2 separate regions of the Ovis aries genome follow, and region 1 is linked to region 2. A link is a contact called in public Hi-C data. All regions are on one chromosome and are shown on one strand. The core of a region is the stretch at or near the end of the contact, and the rest is flanking DNA. Distances in the headings are between cores, read along the strand shown.

Evidence for each region. Hi-C and Micro-C count contacts between places; a contact is called where the count stands out from the background.
Region 1: a Hi-C map of hypothalamus shows a contact between it and region 2, with 2.5 times the contacts expected there. The contact joins the promoter of TSPAN5 here to the promoter of EIF4E in region 2. A contact is called at or near these places in 2 of 16 Hi-C or Micro-C datasets (blood and hypothalamus).

The regions. Positions count from the first base shown.
Region 1 is chr6:26,501,322-26,505,849 of ARS-UI_Ramb_v3.0, reverse strand. It overlaps TSPAN5 (tetraspanin 5), which reads right to left and starts at 2,380. Exons shown (of 8, transcript XM_004009684.5): 1 at 1,926-2,380. The coding sequence starts at 2,006.
Region 2 is chr6:26,238,769-26,243,638 of ARS-UI_Ramb_v3.0, reverse strand. It overlaps EIF4E (eukaryotic translation initiation factor 4E), which reads right to left and starts at 1,579. Exons shown (of 7, transcript XM_004009683.6): 1 at 1,549-1,579. The coding sequence starts at 1,566.

The sequences.
Region 1 (4,528 bases), core at 1,131-3,630, 260 kb before region 2:
GGGAAACAGGCCCAAATCCCTTTATTTCTTTTCCACCTCCTGCTATGAAACTGCAGAGAAAGCCCCTGGGTGCCTTTTGTTGCCTGGTAGCTGAAATGTTCAGCTTTTGGAAGTAAAATCAAGAGGCTTGAACTCACCACCCCAAGAAGATCCAGTCCCAATTCGGTAGTCCCTGACTCTCAAAGTCATGAAAGTTTCAAGTTCAGATAAAACCAAAACGCCTCACCCAGGAATTTGACTTTCAAGTATGTCCAACAAGGGTTGAAAAAAAGGAAGCAAGGAAAGAAAATAATTTCTTCTTCCCACATTTGTAGCAGTGTTTGACTATGTTGGAGGCGGGAGGGGGGTGACTGCTAACAGGAATCACGTTCAACCTCTGTCAAAAAGTGGCTTGCGAATGACTGGATCTGATATTCATTCACGTGTCGCCACCCCATTTTCAGTCCTGAGGCCAGATGACATGCTGACACAGAGAGTGGTCTCCAATCACTCTCATTCCCTTTTGCAAAACATGCAAGAGCAATGCAAGACACTCCTAGAGAAAACAGAGAATAAAAATAAAATAGCCTAGTAAATGTGTGGTAGGAAGAAAACAATATAAAGAGCTGTATTGACAAATCTTCTCATCAATGTATATGTTCAAACAAATGGCCAAAACTAAAGGAGAATCAAAATAAATACACCCCATGTTCAGACTGCTGTGGATTATCATTGATCCCACCACCACCACTGGATTATTGTTGACCTCACACTGAATCCACACTAAACAGCAACTTGAAGAACAGCCCCCACTACCCCAACCAGCCACCATCTTTACTTTCCATGGGGGGAATCGTGGGGGCCAAGGGAGTGCCCAGTAAGGAAGAGGATGGAAAGGGATGGGAAAGAGAAGAAAAAGCACACGGTCTTTGAAGCAACGTTTCCCCTTGTCCTAGTGAACTCTTTGTCTGGGTGCCGAACATGTTTGTGAGATCAAAGAAGAGAATCCAAACAAAACAAAAGAGTAGGCATCCCAGCCTAATTACAGTAGGTGCCCAGCGTATTGTGGTGCCAGCAGAGCATGGATGAACCTTTCATTCAAGCATTTGCTCTGCCGGTACCCCCACAAAACATGTCTCGTACGCCTTCTCTGCATTTCTCCAAGGTTTCCCCCAAAACGGCCCGCTCTATGTGTCACTCCTCTGAAAAGCAGGTCGTGAGGTGCGAACACACTGAAACATATGTTGATGGTGACTTGTTATTATCCTGACAATAATACAGACAGAGCAATAAACACCTCCACCCCGCACACCCACTGGTCAGTCCATTATGCAAAAGGAGCGCTTTCCCGAAGAAGACGAAGAGAAGAGCGTGCAGGAAGCGTTATTTACGTGCACATTACAGAACCATATACCGCCGCATCTGCATCCTACACAAAGCCCGAGATGGTGCAAGAAGATACACGCTGAGCATGGCACAGACTGGCCGCGGCAACACGGAGCCAAGCCCTCGTCCAATCAGATCCCCGTTAGAGGTGGACCTCAGGGTCGACTCTGTCCGATCAGCCTTCCCTATTATGACACCACGCTCTGCCCAACATCCATACTCCACCGGGAGCAAATCTCATTCGAGTGGTTGCTCATTTCTCCAACTGCCAAACCCTTTCTTTCATCTGCATCTACGTTATTCGTCCCTTAAAAAGCAATCTCAAGGCCTGGGTGCCCCCTTTCCGGCTCCGTTTTTCTTTTTACCTTTTCGCGTTCCTAGAAAGGATTAAATGTTTATTTCTCCAACGCGCAGGCTGAAAGGGCGGAAGGCAAACGCCTCTGCGAGCTCCGACAAGCGCCCGAGGGGCTGCGAAAAGTAAAGGCTGAGAGCAACGTGCGCGAAATCGTCGCGAATCGATCAGCCACAATAGTTGAAATCCCAGAAGCGCTCCAACTTACCCAAAATATGACATTGAAGCCAAATATGAAATACTTGATGCAACAACTGACTTCAGGGCCCTTGTAATGCTTCCCGGACATCCTCTGGGTTCATGAAGACACTTGCCCCGGCAGCCCGAGTTTGGAGCCCCGGAGCACCGTTGCTCGGAGCAGCCGGCGGGAAGCAGGGGATCCGGGACGGCGCTCGGGGCCGCGGCGCGGCGGCCAACCCGGGCTGAGCAGCGCAGGGACCGAGCAGCGGAGAGTGGCTCCCGCACCTCCAGCCCTCGGCGCGCGCCGAGGCCGCCGGAGCCGGGGTGGCCGCGGGCGGGCAGGGAAGCACGCTGCAAGCCCCGAGCTTCGCTGAGGCTGGCCCCCAGCACAAGGCGAGCTCCCAAGCCCGTCCGCTGGACGTTGGTCAGCCTCCGGGTTTCGGGCAAACGCGACCGCCGCGGATGCTGGTGGAGACGCTACTCGCCCGCCTGCCCGCTCGCGCGCTCCCTCCCACCCCTCGCTCCGCCCGCCGATCGCTCCGCCCGCTCGACCGGCTGCTCCTCCGCCCGCACCGCCCTCAGCTCCGCCCGCCTCCCGCCGCCCGAGCCTCCGTGAGGTGCGCGCGCGCGCGGGCTCGGGCGCTCCCGGGCGGCGGGAGGCACAACGCAGCCGCGCCGCCCCCTCCTTCCCGAGCTCTCCGCTCCTCCCGCTCGCTTCATCCCCGCCCCTTCTCAGGCCAGCCGGGAGCGCCGCGGACCCCCGAGCACTGCGGGTAGGTAGGGAGGATGGCAGGCCGAAGGGAGGTGTAAGGATGCCCGGAGAGCGCGCCCAGTGGGAGCAGCCTTGGAGGAGTGACTGGAGTTGATGGTCCCCGTCTGCCACCGGCGGCAGCAGGCAGCTTCTGGAGGGACCTGGGGGAAAGGATCGCTTCGGGGTGAGAGAGCTGGTTGAGTTGGGATCCTCAGGACGAATCCTTCCCCCTGCGCTCCACTGCAGGACGCGCATCCTTCTGGGTGTAGCTTCACTCACACCCCCTGCTCCACCACCTGGTTTTGTAGCAAGAAAAGACACGGGGCCACCGAGGCGGAGAGGAAAGAGGTCACAGACTTTGGAAGGAGCAAAGGGGAAGGATGAGATGTCAGGGAAGGGGTGGGGGAAGAGACGGGAAATGGGAACGAACCCGGAGGATTGCATAGGAAAGTCCCCTGAATTCCCCTGAATGTGGCTCCAACTCAGCCTCCCCACCTGCGAGAGAGAGAGGCTTATCCTGGAGACGGGGACGAGGTAGGAGAGATGGCCCAAAGGAATCCGACTCACGACAGGATCCTTGCCCTAGGGCCTGTCGGCGACAGAAATCCGGACTGCAGATGCCCCCACAAGACGGAATAGTGCCGAAGGACCCTGACCGGTCCTCACTCTAAGGAGCAATCCTGGAGTTCTAGGATGGTCTTCTGGGGAATCTGAATTGGGTTTATGGATCATGAACGACTAAGCTTTTGACCTCTGAGGAAGGAGAGAATGAAGCTGGATATTATTTTGGAGCCCTACCTGAGCATGTGTGCCCATTGGTTATGTAACTGCCTTCCTCCTGGGGCACTGTCATAGGTGCTGGCAAGCAGGTATCAGTATTTCACGAAAAAAGAATGAAGAACTGCCCAGAACTGTGTGTAAACATCTGTGGGTGTTTCAAGCCTTTAAAAAAAGGCTTGAAAAAGCTGCAAAGAGATGAGATCAGGGAAATTTTCCAGCACCATACCAGTGAAACCTGGTACCAGGCACAGAAATCTGCATGCTTCCTAAGCTCCCAAGAGATCCTTTAATAGGCTTGATAACATTTGGCATAGGATTTCCCTAGTTAACCACCCCCTCACTTTTCTCAAAACCTAGCTAGCTAGTTGACAGCCTACATGGAGGAGCAAGAAGTTACTTTTTCTTGCCATAAACCACACTTAAACAGGCTTGGCCTTGAGAGGGATTGGGGCTATACTGAGGTCACAGGTAGGAGCCAGGGTCCCCACAAAGGTGGAAGAACCAGAAGATCGTAGAATTATGACACTGGTAACAGTGACTTCAGCCCTTTGGATGAAATAACCCTCTCTACCTCGAAAGTGTCCTCTACCCACCCAAAACACACAGCAGACTACCACCAATCTGGTGGGCTTCAAAGGCAGTCTGCCCTTAGTAGCCGATTCCCCACTAACAGGAAGGTGCTGCCACACTTTACATAAGCTGTTGGTGCCATATTGTAATTCTTCGTATATGTAAGTAGAGCAGTTATTGCGGATTCCTGGGTAAGTCAGAGGAAATGTCTTTCTTAAGGTGATATGACACAACTCAGAAAGTACTAGAAATCAGATCCAGCTGATGACTGAGTTGATCCTACGCAGGATTTGTCTTTGAAATAAACCCCAACAGAGAAGAAGTTCAGATAACTCTGGTAATTTGGGGCAGGGGACTAGCTGAATTCTCATTTCATATGTCAAAGCCAAGTTCAAGGAGGATTTATGAGTTAAATATATTTTGTAAAGCAAACCAGAAAATATAATTGTTATTTAGTCACTAAGTGAAAAGTGAAGTCGCTCAGTCATGTCTGACTCTTTGCAACCCATGGACTATAGCCCACCAAGCTC
Region 2 (4,870 bases), core at 330-2,829:
ACTGGTACCAATAAAAGAAATAATCAAGCTTTCTGCCTTGAACTCTGGCAGGAAGCTCAAGATAGTTCACATCAATGTAATGAAAAATAAGCATTTTTGTATTCTACAGACCTTTCTATACCTCGTTTTCAAAGTAGTTATAGAAGTCTTTAAAGAGTCAAAGCAAATTGGGAAGCCATAATCAAAATCACAAACTATCATTAAAGATATACGAAAACATCTGGCAACGAAGGTCTGGAATTAGTTCCAGATATCAAAGGTTTTCTGGTGAATGTATTACGCCTCTAAATTATCACTTAGATGGCGACATTCCTAAAACGGCAACATAAGCCTGGAAGTTTTAGTGAGCCAGTGCAGGCAAAACCAAACTATGACAAAGATACTCTCTCCTTTGAGCGGTAACTTTGTGCTCTGGGATCAACTTGCTTCAGAGAAGTTTAAGATGGTACCTAAATTGGGAGGGAAACCAGTAGAACGGATAAAGAGAAAATCAAATGGAAAATTAACTCGAAAAGTTAAGTTTCTATTTCCAATAAACTGCTCTGTGATATCTTCCAGACGATAAAGACTCGGAAGAACAGACGGATCTAGACCCAGTCCCATTCTCTGAGGCGTGCGCACAGCGCGAAGATGAATGAATGGAAGACAGGCGCGTGTGAAATGCAGCCGGTCCGGCCGGCAACCAGACCGGCAGCAGCTCTCCGTAGGCCTCGCTCCTCCCCCTTCCCTCCTCCATGACAGCCCGGTCTCGAGCACGGAGGGGCGAGGACAATGTGGTCCCCCTTCTAACCACCCCCCAACTTTCATCCTCCTCTCAGAGGTTTACCGCGCAGCACGGGGTTCGCCTCCCCACTCCAAACCTTTCTCGCCTCCCCTGCCGCCAACCCCGGCAACTCTCCGACGCGCTGGAGTAACATGCGCTCGCCCCTCTCGGCTCCCCTCGGCGAGGTCGAAGCTTCTCCGCGCGTGCCGCGGCACCACTCCCGCCCAACCCACCTTCTGGCAACGCGAGCCCACCGGCCTCCCGGCCCACGGGTCTAATGAACCCCGGCACGCGCGCCGCACCCGAGTCCCTGGGCTAGAGAGAGGCTCGGGAGGGAGAGAGGGAAAGGCTGCCCCGGGGCGCCCTCCTCCATCTCATTCCAGGCCGGCTCGCCGCCCACCCTCCCTGCGGATCCCGACGCCTGCTCGGAGCCGGCTCCGCGCCCTCCTATCCCGAAAACACAATTCCCACAACCCTAGCCCAGGGCCCCGAACACCCTCCATCCTCGCGGCCCCCTCAAGGCTCCGCCGGAGGCGCCGCGCCGCCCCTCCCCCACTCCTCTCCCCGAGCTCTCGGGCCCCCACCAGAACGTGTGCTCCACACGCCGTAGCGGCCAACCTCCGGGGCGCCCCCAGTTGTCCGCGGGGAGGTCAGGCCCAAGAAGAGGGGGAGGGGGCGGCAAGGGGTAGCATGCGCGCCGGGAACGCCGTCCCGCGGGGTCCCCCAGTCCGAAGGGAGACCGAGCGCGGGGACCGGTGGGGGTGGGGGCCAAAGGCAATACTCACCGGTTCCACAGTCGCCATCTTAGATCGATCTGATCGCACAACCGCTCCTGAAGGGGGAGGGGGGGTGAGAGGAAAAAAAGGAGATTCAAACCGGATTGGCCGGCTACTGTTCACGTGACGGACGTATCCGTTTGGCCCTGGCGGCGCCTGCGCAAGACTGCGGCTGCGTGTTTAACGAGAGGCTTCTGGGAAGTGAAGTCTCTCACGCTCCCTCCTTTTTTTTTTTTTCTTTTAGGCAAAGAAGTTAAAAAAAAAAAAAAGAACTGTTCACGTGGTCGGTGGGTACGGTTCGCGGTTCTCGGAGCGGCGGACACTTGCGTTCTGCAGGGTGGTTTTCAGTCCTCTGGTCTTCCGCCTGGATAGATGCTGTCGCACTTACTGCCAGGCATGCCTACTGTGCCCTTTGTCGCCCTGTCCTCCCATCTTCCCCGGAAGGTTGAGAACCGAAGGCTCAGCACGCTCAATAAGGCTTCATTTGCTTAGTTGAGGTCCTAGGACGAGTTGCCTGTGTGTTTATTTAATTTTCTTTTGACTTCTCACCATTTTCTCTTAGTTTTAAAAAGAGTTGGTGATGGAGAATAGTTGTTTGAGCAACTATTATTCAACCCTCCCCGGTCCCTTGGCTCCGCTAACACTGGTGGTCACTCATTGCCATCACTGCGAAAAGGGGGTGGCGGAACCGCCCACAGTACCCACTTGCCACAGGTTGGGGGAGGGGGAATGCACCCAACAGCTTTTCCTGTTTCAACTCCTGAAATTAAGACTTCAGGGTTAAATCTTGAGTGGAAGTAAAAATGATTTGCAAGTTGTGTCCTCTCGCTTCCACTGTTCTGCTTTAACGTGAACGGAAACAGCCCAAGTCCAGGTGCCAGCCAGGGAAGCCACTCCGGCCCCCGCTGACTAAGCCCTGGACTGACCGTCAGGAGTCGTTAGGCTAGGTCAACTATGACTCTTGACGTTGACTCATTCTCGTTAGGCAAGCGACTTAGTCAGTGCCTCAGCTTTTTCATTTATGAACCACAGGTAATAATACACTTACCTCACAAGGGTTTGCTGTGCTAGTGATTGTAACCAGTTTTGAAGATGCATCGGACTCTATAAATGCTTCACTATAAGCAACCTCGTGTCTTCCTAAGGATCAGCGGCTTCCCTTAATGTTTTTTTTTTTTTAAACAATTAAAATTTTTTTCTTTTGTGTATTTTGTTTCATTATCGTATACACCAACGCAATTTTAAAGTTTCAAGACAAGACCCCCCCCCCCCACTTTTTAACTGTAGCTACCCTCCACAGAGACTTTAATGTTCAGGAAAATATTGTTATATTCACAATAATCACTGGCAATTAGAAATTCATCCCCACTATGGCATCCTACATTTCCTTTCCATGTAGGATACTGTGCTGTCATTTCTCAAGACAGTGTTACTCTGCACGGTTATAAATAGAGGTAAAGATATCTAGTAGAGTGCTACTCTAAGGTTTAATGATACTTTCCATGCTTTTTAAGAATGTTCACACCAGAAAAATAAGTAAAAGCAGGTTGCCTGTGCCTGCCTGCTTGCTGTGTTGCTGATGTTCTTAACTGTGTCATACCTATTATTGAGTACATAATGGTTGCTTGAGTTGACTAACACATAATTGAGGCTGTAATAAGAACTCAAAAACCATGGCCTGTTCATATGCTTTGGTTTACCTGGATGTCAGAGACAGTTAATGGAAGCTTCTGACCAGTCAGTTTAGCTTTAGTAGGTTTAAAGTAGAATTCTGAAAAAATAAATGGATAATATGGATTTCTATTTACAGACTATCTACTTTTAGCCTATGCAAAGTAATTACAGTCGATCTCAGTCTTACTTTCTGTTGTTTAAAATTAGTATCCTGTTACCCGCTCTGACTATATAGTATAGATGTATTATTTTCCCAGTGCTACAAGATAACAGAACAAAAGAGATTTAAAATTTAAAGAGATTTTAGTCCCCATGTGGGATTGAAAACCAGTGATGTTTTTAAAACTTGTGTTTAATGATAGCTTCCATTTTATTAGCTTTGCTCTTGATAAAACACACCTCACTTTTATCAGTCATCTTAGTGCTTCTACAATATATGTGTATATACTCCTATTCTTTGTAGCTAATTTCTATTTTGTATGAGCTTTGTTGCATGTGTTTTATGGCACATTCATATGTCTGCCTAATATTACCATCAGATTCTGCCATGTCGAAGACTTGGTGATTAGGTTTTTAATCTATGTATCTATATGGTTGTTTTGTTTTAGCAACCTGAAATACACAGAGCAGAAATTTTATACTTTATCTTTTAATCCACAGAAAAAGTACATTTTTGTGCTTGTACTTAAAGCATAATAACAGGATATTTATTATGGGATATGGTATTAAAATGCTTTTATAAAAAAAATACTTTTATACTTATTGGGGTTATATAATTAATACATAACTAATGACCCAGCACAGTATCATGGTGAAGTGAAGTGAAATTATTGTTTTAAAAGCCTGGAATAATTTGGTTATCATTTAACATCTGTAATTAGTCATGATCTTTTCTTTGCATAGTATATTCCTGAAGCTGATACATTACTAGTCTTTATAGATTTAACTCTTGGTAAAAAGACTTTAAATAATTTAATAAAATACATAATAAAAACCACATCATTTTTATCATGTATTTTGTCATTCAAATTTTATTTAGATTTTCTAGATAACCAAAGTCATTGTTTTACTGGGCACTGTTTAACTCTGGTTCAAACTAATCACATCTGCCATGATCAATCCCTCAAAAATATTACTGCAACACGGTCTAGAAATTTTTTTAAATAGGCCTTGGAATTTTAGACAATCTATTTAAATTAGATCCCTTTCTTAGACTCTGACTAGTACAAAGCAATCATTTGTCTTAAAATGAGTAGGTTTTGAGACTGAAGATATGAAATTCCATAATAAAGTAAATGATTCTTAATATTTTAATGTTGGGTATTAATTTTAGAGATAATCTAAATCAACCTCTAGTTAACACTTTTTAAAAAACCATTTCACTTTTTTTTTCACTTTTTTCACTCTCAAACTTGGTTATACTTGACAGTCTATTTTTTAAATTGCTATTGTCACTTTCTACAATGATATTACTTTAGGAAGGACCTAAAATGATGGCTTCTAACATGATGAATAATCTTTTAAATTACAATCAGTTTAGTATTTGTGAGCATGAGCTCCAATATCAAATTTTCTTGGTTCATAATCCTCATTCTACCATTTACTGTGTGACCATATGGAGATATCTGTCTCTTTCTGCCTCATTTTTTGTCATGAG